Regions from separate parts of the Mus musculus genome. Here regions 1 and 3 are each linked to region 2. The links are chromatin contacts, called in public Hi-C and HiChIP or PLAC-seq maps. All regions are on one chromosome and are shown on one strand. Each heading gives the region's core, a stretch centred on a gene start, on an enhancer-like site or on the middle of the called end of the contact. The rest is flanking DNA. Distances are from core to core; before and after follow the strand shown.

Evidence for each region. A called contact is a pair of places that touch in the nucleus more often than the background predicts. HiChIP or PLAC-seq counts read pairs in DNA pulled down with a chosen protein or histone mark.
Region 1: a contact with region 2 is called in a Hi-C map of adipose-derived mesenchymal stem cells, with 3 times the contacts expected there. The contact joins two enhancer-like sites. A contact is called at or near these places in 1 of 484 Hi-C or Micro-C datasets (adipose-derived mesenchymal stem cells), 1 of 115 datasets of contacts at active chromatin or transcription factors (pancreatic cancer cells) and 1 of 9 other capture datasets (embryonic stem cells).
Region 3: an H3K27ac HiChIP or PLAC-seq map of embryonic fibroblasts shows a contact between it and region 2, with 8 times the contacts expected there. The contact joins two enhancer-like sites. A contact is called at or near these places in 3 of 484 Hi-C or Micro-C datasets (adipose-derived mesenchymal stem cells, embryonic fibroblasts and myocytes) and 2 of 115 datasets of contacts at active chromatin or transcription factors (astrocytes and embryonic fibroblasts).

What each region holds. Positions count from the first base shown.
Region 1 is chr8:44,977,282-44,981,749 of GRCm38.p6, reverse strand. The region is part of intron 1 of Fat1 (FAT atypical cadherin 1); the gene reads right to left. Among named protein-coding and RNA genes, the nearest start is that of Fat1, 29 kb to the right of the region's middle. Within about 2 kb of position 2,934, at least 54 of the 459 cell types and tissues checked have an H3K27ac peak or open chromatin away from gene starts, as enhancers often do. A contact at or near this core is called in adipose-derived mesenchymal stem cells, where this site is marked.
Region 2 is chr8:44,091,508-44,095,585 of GRCm38.p6, reverse strand. No RefSeq gene overlaps it. Among named protein-coding and RNA genes, the nearest start is that of Gm45488, 390 kb to the right of the region's middle. Within about 2 kb of position 2,580, at least 29 of the 459 cell types and tissues checked have an H3K27ac peak or open chromatin away from gene starts, as enhancers often do. A contact at or near this core is called in adipose-derived mesenchymal stem cells and embryonic fibroblasts, where this site is marked.
Region 3 is chr8:44,998,970-45,003,006 of GRCm38.p6, reverse strand. The region is part of intron 2 of Fat1 (FAT atypical cadherin 1); the gene reads right to left. Among named protein-coding and RNA genes, the nearest start is that of Fat1, 51 kb to the right of the region's middle. Within about 2 kb of position 1,251, at least 113 of the 459 cell types and tissues checked have an H3K27ac peak or open chromatin away from gene starts, as enhancers often do. A contact at or near this core is called in adipose-derived mesenchymal stem cells and embryonic fibroblasts, where this site is marked.

The DNA of each region.
Region 1 (4,468 bases), core at 1,685-4,184, 890 kb before region 2:
CAAAAGCTAAGAGAGACTTCTTCGTACATTGCTCGACCTGGGAAGAAAAGAACCAGAACCTAAGACTTGACTAAATGAATATCTCTGGAGGCCACACCAGGGTGCTGCGGTCTTCTGCAAGGGAAGGTAGTCGCTATCCATCTGTTAAGGGGAAGTTACACACTGTCTGAAGTTGGTCAACCCTTGACTATGACAGAGAAGCAACATGGTTGACCTGAAGAACCCAACTAAAGGCTGAGGAGCCGATTAAGGAGGCTCAGGGGATACAGGTGAGTGAATCCCACGAAGACAAAGAAGGAAAAGCCTGCAACGGAAGAGAACTCTGCAGCGCTCCACCACAAACACCACAAAGTTACTATACGTCGTACCACAGCATCTCCCTACGTTGCGCAGACTATACTCACACTAAAATGATATCCTGTATTAATAGTAGGACAGATATCATGAGATAACTGGGAATACAATACTAATGTTAAAATATTAAGCGGGAAGTATCGGATCCTGAGTTCTGAATCATAAGCCAGTTTTAAGTTTATACAAATTTCCGGGTGTGGTGGGGCACGCCTTTAATCCCAGCACTTGGGAGGCAGAGGCAGGTGGATTTCTGAGTTCGAGCCCAGCCTGGTCTACAGAGTGAATTCCAGGACAGCCAGGGCTACACAGAGAAACCCTGTCTCGAAAAACCAAAAATAAAAAAAACAAAAAACAAAAGTGACAAATTAAGAAAAAAACGCTTTGGGAAAGAAATAGATTCCCTGTCAGTCCGAATTCAGTCCTCAGCGGTGACCTATCAGAGATTTGAAAACTACCGCATGCTTTATCTTCCTCGTCAACAGCAGCACCTCATGCTGTTTATTGAATCTTGAGTTTGGCTGGAAATAATGTAGAGCTCACAAGAATGCCACTTGGCCTAATGCATGTGACCAACATGAAGTTCCTACCATGTGCCAGGCGGCCAAGGAACTCAGAAGAGAAAGACGGGGTCTCGGGGAGGAAATAATTAAGTGAAAATTCATTCGCCAGACCAGCAGGGTCAAGAAGTGTTTAAGAAGGAGAACGCTGAATTTTACCATCTTAGTAGATCACAGCTCTCTCCCATGATCTTACACAATAATCACGGCCTAGCTCCATCTTGAGGCACTGGGGGGTTAGAACTGTGGGCAGACATTAATTAGTTCCTCCACTTGACATTTTCTAACTTGTGCCAAAGAAGTATCTCTACTGATATGAATTAAAGCACTGTTTCACTAAGGGTTAACTGAAGGCCTTATCAACACACTGAAGAAATCTCAAGAATGTAAAAGGTGAGGGCAACGTACAGGTTTCCCTAAGCCGACTAACGACCGCTTAGAGCGTGTGTATGAAAAAGTTATGTTTCAGTATGAAGACAAAGCCCCATTCAGGGAGTGAAATGTCAGTTGAAACAGGCGGGCCTGTGCCAGCCTCCCAGGCTCCTTGCTAAAGAAGGAATGGAATGAGCTCGGGCCTGCCCCTCTCCAGACCGCCCAGCTCACTGCACACACAGAGCTCCTGCCAAGACGGCCAGTTGTCTCCCAGTCCTAGAGTGCACAAGCTGGAAGAGAGCAGAAGGGAGCAGGCCTCCCCTTCCCTGAGCCCGCTCGGGCTCCTACAAAACAGAATTTAAATGCAGAAAAGGACCGGCAACTGATTCTCTAAAAATAAAATCTAAGATCCATACGCAATTCAGCTGTGCAAAAAAGTAAGGCGTGTTCCACGAGAACGGAGTGCCAACCGAACAAATAAAAATTCCACTTGCTTTGGACACTTGTGCTAATGGGGCTGGGTCAGCTCCCACCGCCTTCTTTCTTTTATGGCTAGAACTTTTGACCAGATGTGTGGCAGGGATTTTTTCTTTTAACTTTAATAAAGCAATTTCTCAATTTAAAAAAACTCAAAGTTACTTACATATTGAAAAGAAAGAATGTACAGGAACTATCCAAAATACTCATTTTTGCTGTTAAATCCCAAAATTTATCAGAATTCAAACACTTCTGGGTGAATCTAAGCAAGTCATGGACTGCTTCAGAAACACTGCTTGGTTACTTAGTAGATAGAAACCCTGACCACCACGTTTTATGCTAGCAAACATCTCAGATTACTTCAGCTATCTCCAATGATCTCAATTCACTGCAAGGTTTGATTACACAGACCCGGGAGCCTTTGTTCAAACAGAGGTCACCGGTAGGGGTCCTGCATAGGTTTTCTGATCTCCCAGTTTTCTTAGGTAAATGAAATTATTTACATAACTGAGGAGTTCTAATTTGATATTTTAATGACAAAAGATAGCGTGCAAATGGGTGCTAAGAGAAGTAATCAAGGTTAGGGAATCTAGGCAGGCAGCATACAAACAAACCACCCTACCAAGATTTCCCAACCTTGGTGGTGGCGGGTTATCTGGAGGACGCTATTTTAAGCAGATAGGAAACAATCAAGGCTCTTGAAAACAGTGAGCTCAGTTCGAAGACTAAGAAAAGCTGTTGCTGATTCATCAGTTCAGAGACCAAAAAACTACAACTCTTAAGACATGGAAAGACGAAGTTAAGAACAGACTGGTAGGGCCGGGAAGGTAGCTCAATTGATAAGGCGCTTGGTAGGTGAGTATGAGGACCTGGGTTCAGATCAACAATAACTACATTAAAAACCATGCAGAAGTCTATGCCTATAAATCCCAGGGCTGGGGAGGCAGAGACAGAAGGGTCTTGGGGCTTGCTGACCAGGTAGTGCTACCCATTCTGTGAGTTCCAGGCTCAGTGAGAGGCCCTGACTTAATCACAAATCCTCAAACCATTACTCGGGAGATTACTATATGACTATTTCAAAAATGAAGAATAAAATAATTCCAGCACTACCCAGACCGGCCTCAAGCTCAAGCACGCCTGGAATCAACCTTGCGAGTGAGTCATGGACTACAGACATATTACAGGCATTTGCTCCCACACTGAGCCGTAATGACCAACCTCTGCACTTACGAAGAAGCATTAACTCCGTAGAGAGAAAGCTGGCTAACAGAAGGACGTTATTATGAAAACGGCTCCAAGACAGAGAGCTACTGGAATCACTGGCAACTTTTTGGCATGGTGACATGGTCTACAAATGACCCTGGGACTAAGACACATGCGGCCTGTGGACCTCAGGCTGGATATGCCTAAAAGGTCTGGTGATCCATCATACTAGCAGTTACTTAAACAAGCAACATCAAGGAAAAAAAAAAAAGAGTACGTGTGTGTGTGTGTGTGTGTGTGTGTGTACTGCATGTGTGGATGTCAAAAAAGTCCATACTGATGCCTTCCTCCACTGCCCTCCACCCCATCTTTAAAGATTTATCTTCACTTGTCTGTATGAGTGTGTGTATGCGTGGATACTATTTTATAGAGGCCTCCAGAGACAAGAAGAGGACATGAGATCAGCCAGAACTAAAGGTACAAAGGTTGTGTGCTGCCCAATGTGGGACCTGGAAACCAAACACAGGACTCCTTGCAGGGAGAGCAAGTGTTCTTAAGTCCCAAGTCATCCCTTCAGCTCCTCCACCATATATTAAGACTAGACTGGCTAGTCGGTGACTCCCCAGGGTCCTCCTGTCCCCACCTCCCAGCAGGAGGACTTCAAGCACTGCCACTACATCCCATGTTTTACGTGGGTGCTGGTCCTTACGCCTGTGTAACAAGCTCTGTGCCCGCAAGGCGTGTCCCCTGCCCTGACTAAAGACAGGCAGCCACTGCACTCCTCCACAAAGACAGGAGCGGAGCCAGAGGACTTCAGGATGATGTTAGTTCTAATGGGCATGTAAATGTGACATGAGCACTGTGTACATCACTGTTGGCAAAACAAAGGCTCCATGTTTCCCCAACTCCAATAAAATACAGAACTGGTTTTTATAAAGTTTCACTTCAGATATGAAGTGAAATCCAAACTGGGGGAAATGGCGTGACAAACGCCTAGAGCACAAACGGAATGGCGGGCCAGAAGCAGTGTTGCCTCCTGCTCTCGTTGCTATGTATTTTCATTAAATTTAGTCACTGCTGATTCTCAAACTAGCCGAGTCCGTGAAACTCATCCTGAAGGTGAATGTTTCATCCCTATGGAATACTGACTCCTTAGTTGCCAAATGAATTTATCAGCACCATATTAAGGAGACAAGAGACATTGCAGGAACCCTTCCAGGAGAGCTGAAAGCAAGCCCAGGTTGTTGTGAATGCAGGACTCTGAATCACACACCTCCTTGAGAGTTCCCTCTACATACTGCCTTACCTTCTGCTACAAAAAGCTGCCCTTGCTTCTAACATGGCTTTTATGAATGCTATGCATAAAGACAACTTTTCAGAAAGTAAAAAAGCACGTTTCTGAAATGAAAAAAAAATTGCTTTTAATGATTTTTTTTAAGTAGTTAAAACAGCAATCTGGCTTATAATGTTTATATCCAAAATAAAATCTACTGCCAGACAGGTAA
Region 2 (4,078 bases), core at 1,331-3,830:
ATCAGCATACACTCAAAGTGCATATGAAGTTCTTTTATTTAGAAAAGCTCAACAGTCCTTGCATAATTAATTTTATCATTTTAAGAAGGATCAAATAAACATGACTCTCTCAATGGCTTCTCTCAGTCCTTTTTTTTAAAAAAAATTGCCAACTAAGCATATGAATAATTTATAACCATTTTGATTCAAACCCATTCACTTATTCAACAAACATTTACAAATCACATGTCAATAGAGCATACTTTACTGGCAGGTCCTATTTGAAACAACAAGGATACAACGTAGTATATATTTTCAAGCTTGTGCCTGAAGGGAGTTTTCAGTTTGGGCCCATGATAGGGGCCACTGGAAGCAACACAGCAGGACAAAGACAAAGAAAGTATGACTATTCCTATTACATGGTTAACTGCAGCAGGGTTGGAGTTACTGCAACCTTGCTATTTGCAGTATGGTGGTCAGAAATTGGTGTGAAAACAAAAACAATCTGCTGCCCTTATATCTGTTTCCCAACTTCTCCACATGCTAACAGCCAGGGATGGGAAACCTCAAACCAGCTATGAGTCATGGTGGATAAAATTCCCAATGTCTATATTTGTCTATTGTGGAATAAACTGTCTTTTCTAAATATATGCCTTACCACTTCCCATTACCCAAATTCCACAGCACATATTTCTGCTGGGAAAACAGAACGGAAACCATTTTGTCTACAGAAAGTCTGTGTTCCTGTTTCACTTGGACCTAGAGCTGATCCAAAGACTAAAACTAACAGTCTTAGTGACAGGATAGAAATTGACAAGTACTTGCTATGTTTCCATAAAAGCAAGATTGACACAGTGAAATTAGGAAGGATTGAACACAGTTCAACATTTAGGTTTTAGAAACAACAGCAGTGGTTTTTTAAAGGTGCTTTTGCTCCATATCATGGCATCTAATATTGATCCATGGTTTCTTAAAAGCTGAAAATATTCATTACTTAATGATCATGCATAGTTTTCTGTCAATTATAGACTTAGATAATATCATGTGAGAGGACACTTTTAAATCTGTATTAGGTTGTTGTCTTCTTGGTGCAAATACAGTTTCACTTGCCTTTCCATCCTACCCCCCCACCCCATTTGTGGCACACAGTCAAAAGATCTGTTTATTCACTGAATATATTGGAATATCTGGCTGTAATAATGAAGTATTTTGTATGCATAAAGTAAAAATCTGCATCCTTGTGGGCTGCAATGCTTAGGCACATTAACAAAGCTCTTTCACATTTAGAGATTGCACCAGAGTGTGTCCATTGGACTATGACCAAGGAGGACTGAATGCTTTTAAGCCAACAGCCTACAAGGAATTATTCTATGAAACGGAGTGTTTCTAATCTTGGAGAAAAGGAGCTTTGGGGGAAACGATTGGTGCATTGAAATCCATGAGAAGCTTTTATACAGAACCCAATTAGATTCCTTGTAGCTCTGGACAGAGGAAGCAGAGTCACTGGGTACAGGCAGATTTTGGCTCCAACCATGCAAATAATCTAAAGTAAAATGGACTTGCTCCTAAATAAAGATGCCCATCACCAGAAGAGGTAAAGTCAAACCTGGATCACTATCCTTTTAGAAATGCCATCACAGATGGCAAATTCTCATGAGTGTGTGTGTGTGTGTGTGTGTGTGTGTGTTGGGGCTCTAATCTTCTACCCAATGCTGATCAGCTGATGCTATTGCCCTGCAAGCCACAGCCTCTGGAAACAATTTTATTTTAAGGAGAAGAATTACTTCTTCAGACCATTGTTTTTGGATATTTTCCCATCTGAATACTGTTCCTTTGACCTAACCATAACATTCCACTGAGTGATATTCATACTTGGATTTTGTTGCTGATTTTAGGAAATATGGTGAGCTGTCAGCATTTCTAGGTGGTAAAAGAGGCTACTACACCATCCTGCTCAAATTTCTCTAGTCATTTCCTGTCACACTGCTATCTAAGCATGCCAAATGAGGCAGGGTTCTATGAATTCAACTCCTGTCCACAGATAAGCTTCTTTGTCACAGACCATAACCTCTAGAGGCGAAAATAATGTTCTTTTGGCATCTGCTAGTGTCTTATTTCTCAAGCATAGATTGATTCACTCATTTCTTCAACACAAATTCACTTGCTAATATTTATTGAGCTTAAGTCTAAGCATATAATGCCAAATAGGATGTCCAACCCTCCATGAAATGCCAGATTAGGTCCAAATCATTCCAACACACTGTGACATCCACTTAACATAATTTGTGCAAGATCGTAAAGTAGCTAAAACTGTAAAGCTGCCCATTGTGGGTTGAGTCAAAAGGATTCCACACAGTAAGCCTTGAAGTGAATCTTGAATGATACAGTGCCATATAGTAGTCAGTTACTAAAGGCCATTTTGCATAGAGGAAAAGGGACAACTTCATAGAAGGGTATTATCATAGATGTTTCAGTAAATAAGGATTCAAAAGTTAAAGTCACAGAATTCATTGGGAGTTGACAGGGGCTGGGATGCCCTGAGGAAGTTCAGTGGGTCTGCAGCAGTCCTCTGCTTTGGAGATGTTCTTGGAGAGATACACCATTACAGCAGCCCTATATTCAAATCTCTACTTCTCCCTCTGGGATCTCTTTATGCTCCAGTTTCCTTCACCTGTGGCTTTGAGAGATTTTTTTGAGAGACTCCATCTGGAAAACTCATGCAATGTTGTCCTAATTGCCTTCCCAGTAGAACCTTTCCCCGCAAAACAGTCTTCCTTCAGACGAAAAGAAATTCCTGTTAAGGTAAATTGAAATACAAACCAGGCCTGAAAAACCCCTGTGTAGCTAACAAGACCTTACATGCAATCTTAACTTGGCTTAATTTGCAAACACATACAAATTTTAACTTGAGTTATGTAATGTCAGGACCTATATTAAAGAAAAACATAACTTACACTCAACCAATGTGAAGCAGTCGACTGAGTTATAATAACATAACTAGAAACTTCCCAGAGGGGTAGACTATGTGAATCAAACTTTAGAGTCAATCAAATGTTTTCTTGTGTGGCTTCCATATTCATCTTATAAAAACTTCTCCTCCCCAACCTTCAGGGAACTTCAACTTCTGATTTGGAGTTTCTCAATTCAATAGTTTTTATTTGCTCAGATAACTTCTTTAACATTGTAGCATGGCTCAGTTTACATTTTAAATTCCAAAAGGAAGACATACAATGTAAGTGAGACAAGAAAAAAAAAAACTCATCGCTGAGGTGAGGTATCCAGTATGGATTTAAAAACTACTACTGAGCAGATTAGAGCATTTTGTTCTAAAATAGGTCATCTTAATATGAGAATGACTTGAAATTTGATGTGTCGAGAACTACATATGTTTATTCTTTGACTACATTGATCCTATCAAGATAATTATTACATTTCTTAAATTCTAAAGTAGGTCTTAATTGTAGGATTAAGACTTTGATTTAGACAGCTTCAATTTGTAATTTTAGATTGCTTTATTAATCTTCTAAGGGACTGTGAAAAGAAATAAACAAAAATCCAAGAGAAGGAAGAATGAATGTGTGAACATTACTAAAATCAATATATATTTGATTTCTAAAACATAAGTTTATTGAAGTTCTGGCAAATATGATGAGTGTTTCCTACATATTTCCTTCATATTCATTATGTCCTCTCTCCACTTTAACCACCAAGAGCCTCTTACTTTTTCCAGTGATATTATAAAATGACAAATTTCATTTCATTAAAAGTAGGTAGTGTGCCCAGATGTATGAATGGGGAAGAGAAGATGAGGCCAGGGTTGACCCAGGTGGACAGAGGTGGATGCAGAGGACCAGAACTGCTGAGAATAAAGAATAAATTATTGAGAGCTTGCCTGAACTGCCATTTGAAGTATGAGGAATATCATGGAAGAGGACTGGAAAGAATACAAAAGTCAGAAGATAGGGGGAAAATGTGTAAAGTGCCATCCATTTTAAAAATGACGCAATCATGAATCTTGAACTCATAGGAGCTGCTGTTACCTACACTGGGCCTGTGCAAGTGTGGTCCTGTCAACAATTAGTTATATTGGGGGGGGATA
Region 3 (4,037 bases), core at 2-2,501, 910 kb before region 2:
GAAGAGCCACTGTAGCTTTTGACCTTATAAAGCACTATCCAAAGCAGTTTCTCTTAGCCTGAAATTCTCTCAATTCCCACTGCCCAACACAGTAGCATCTAATTGCGCCCAGCCGCTGAGCAGCTGGAATGTGGCCAGGCTAACTGAGAAAGTGGAGATTTCAGAATGAATTTAAATAACTTAAAAAGGCACTGGTCATTTTTGCTGCTTTCAATAGCCTCTTGTTCCAAATTACATGCCAACATGTGGCTCAACAATGTTCAGAATATGTTTGTGGTTAAAAAGCTAAAGATACAATTCAATGACGAATACATCCGTTATCAAAATCCAGGCTTGTAAACATTTGCCCTACAAATGCAACGTTTTCCGCTGTTCTGGCGTGGGGGCCACCACTCTCTGTCCTCCAATCCTCAGACTCCGTCCTTAGAATTCAGTTCACAGAGTTCAGCCGGAGATGAAGAACCCTTGTCATTGTCACTTTATAGCTTTGCCTAATACCCCCCCAAAATCACATCTTTGTGTTCAACCTGACTTCCGAAAATTAATTTGTTTACCAGCACACGCTTTTTGCATTTGATGGCTTTTCTGATGGTTTAAAGTTGAAAATTAAGTTGCTAGGCCCCGGTGACGCTGCCGTAATATTTAACCAGCTCAGAGTTCCCCAGTTGTTCTGCCTGCATTATTACTCAATGTGCTTGTCAAAATGGCCTCCCCAAATGTATCCTCTGAGAGAGACACAAAGCTCTTGCCCTCGACGGTAAGACAGATCAGAGGTGAGGGGTCTAAGTTATGTGAGGGGTCTAGGTAATGTGACAGTGCTAACAATGTTTATAAGTCTGTTCGGTGCAAGCACTCTTTCATGTATACTTTTAAAAAAACAAATAAATAAGCCAAGCTGTAGAAGGGCCAGAAGACGTGACCTCTTGGTTGACAGCTGTCACAGGTCCTTTCCTGGTGCTTGTAAGCAGTTACACCTAGGGGGACCAGCCAGCCTGTTATCATGGCATCCCAGCTGCTTCAATACAAAGGTGGCCTGAGGCAGCTGCACTCTGGCCACTAGGCTTTCGAAACCGTGGTTTTGGTAAAGGCACAAACTTCTTCAGCAGGTTTGTCCCAGTTAAGACAGCTCCAGGCAACTCAGAAGACCTCAGAAGCAAGCAAGGGAAGACTTAGTGGCCTCCAGGTCACTTCTACAGCTGCCCCAGGCCCAGGCTCCGCCTTTTAACAGCTGTGCTTGATTAGGCACAAACCCAGGAAGGCGCCTCTCCTAGTGACTCAACAGAAAGCTTGCAAATTCCCAACCTGAGGGCTCTGACTGGTCCCTAACTCAAGGCATTTGACGTGCTGAACTGGAAACTGTGCAGTGACCTGTGGAATTACATAGGAACTCAAGAAATGCCACGATCCTTTTCCAAATGTATCATCAGGCTGTGCTTTCATGGGCTCTAGTAAAGGGTTGTCATATCACAGGTCAAAAAGAAAAAGCTGAGCTGGCCACAGGGAAAAGCAGCACCTTTTGTTTTGTTTTGTTTTGTTTTTTGGTGGTAGAGTTAGCGGCTGCTTTCAGTTTTGTTTGGGGAGACTGGATATCCCTAGCTGCCCCAGATCTTGGGTTCCTTTTGCCTAGGCCTCCAGAATCCTGGCTTTACAGGTGTGACCCACCACCCCCTGCTTCCTTTTTAGCACAATAATTGGGTGCTTCCTTTGGTGCCAGGCTAAGCATTCTAGGAATCAGAAACATTAAGGAAAATCAAAATAAGATAAGCCCTAGGGGCAGTCAGTAAAGTGGTTGAGCAACCTTTAGACAAAGAGCTACCAGAACTAAGAGGCAAACGTTATTGTGAGCCTTGGGTATGAATGCTAACTTCCTATACAAAATGTATATGGAAATATTTACAAAGCAATTTGTCAAAAGAGAAAGGAGGAACTGGTCAGGGAAGAGACTGAGACGGGGCAAGGAAGGTGTTTCCTTTCCTATACTAGAATTCTCAAGGAAGGGATCTTCAGTTCTTAACAAATCTTTTACTTGAAACTTTATAGCCTTAAAAATACGTTAAAACTCAAAGCAAAAGATATAGGAGAACAATTTACTGGGTGGAAATTTTAGATGGAAAAGAATCCAATACAGTATTTCTTTCTCTTTCCTTCCTTCCTTCTTTCTTAAGATTTATTTATTTGTTATTTATATGAGTATACAGTAGCTGTCTTCAGACACACCAGAAGAGAGCATCAGATCCCACTATAGATGCTTGTGAGCCATCAGGTGGTTGCTGGGAATTGAACTCAGGTCCTCTGGAGCCATCTCTCCAGCCCCCAATACAGATTTCTAAAGCCTGAACTATGCAGCCATTGACAAACATAAATAAGACTTATAGATATATATGTGTATATATATATATATATATATATTTTATATTTATATTTTATATAAGTATGCTGTCTTCATGCACACTAGGAAAGATGTCAGATCACATTATACATAGATAGTTGTGAGTCACTACGTGGTTGCTGGGAATTGAATTCACAACTTCTTAACCTCTAAGCCATCTCTCCAGTCCCACATTTTCGTTTTCATTTTAAACCACCACAGTGGCAAGTGGGAGACAACTTCTTCTAATAAGTTAAAGCAACTGGAAATGGAATGAATTTTATTCTAAATTAGAGTCCCACTACACAAACCATATTTCCTAGAAGTGGAGAGTGTTTAAAATTCCCGCCCAGGCAGGGGTGGTACACGCCTTTAATCCCAGGGAGTCCCTTGACTCCCTCATATACCATGTTCTACACTGTGCATTTCTCATTTACCATGTTATACAGTGTGACTCCCTCATATACCATGTTCTACAGTGTGCATTTCTGCCACCTGAGTAGAAATGTATGCCCTCAGGGGTTCACCTAAAAAAAAAAAAAACAAAAACAAAACAAACAAACAAACAAAAACACCGAAACAGGCAGGGCACAGTGACATCAGTGAGATTAATCAAGACAGTAGCTCCAAAACTAACAGGACAATGTATCCTCTCTAGTCAGAAAACACTCACTCTCCCTGCATTCTCAAACCTATCTTTTTCATCTTAGCTATCTCTCTGTTCCTCTTACACACTGATACCATTTTTTTTAACCTCAAAAATAATGTCAACTATCAGAATAAAATAGCAGTAGTTAAAGACAGTGTTCTAGCTGCTAAACAAGTCTCTTCACGTCTCCATAACATAACAACATTAAAATACACATCGTCAGTTGTACTGCCTCAGGAACTCAGAAGCTACAGTCATAGGGGAAATAAATCATTATGTTTTAAGATGACATATTAAAAATACTCTACCGGCAGTGGTGGCGCATGCCTTTAATCCCAGCACTTGGGAGGCAGAGACAGGCAGATTTCTGAGTTCGAGGCCAGCCTGGTCTACAGAGTTAGTTCCAGGACAGCCAAGGCTACACAGAGAAACCCTGTCTCGAAAAACCAAAAAAGTACTCTGAGGCATCAATATAGGAGACAATAAGAAATACCATGTGTACCATGTGACTGCATGAGCATCTTCTCCATGAACACTTTAGCCTGTATATTTGAAACAGCTCTAATGAAATAAAAAATGGCCTCGGACCAAAGACATCTGTAGCAGCTGGGAAGATCACAGAGGAGGGGGGTGGGTGTGTGTGGGTGTGGGTAAGGTGGAGAGACAGGCAAGCAACGGATGCTAAAGGGGGCCTGGGGAAAGCAGAACCATTCCAACTGGCTGAGTTTTTAAACCCTTTACCAGTGAACTGGAAAGCAAGCAGGGAGTGAGTAGCATTCCCACAGCCAGCGCTGTGCTTGGCTCTGTCATGGATACAATAACTGGGTACAGAAAGGTCCTGGCCCTTGAGGACTGGAGCCAGGAAGAGAACCAAGCAACAGGGCAAGATCAGAACCAACAATGAAAAAGTCAGAGTCTTGCTTAGCTCAGACCATCAGGGGGCAGGACAACACGTCTCCCTTTTCCCATGCTGGAGACTTGGAGGGCGTCATAGGCGGAGGCAAAGGTTCAGCTCTCCCC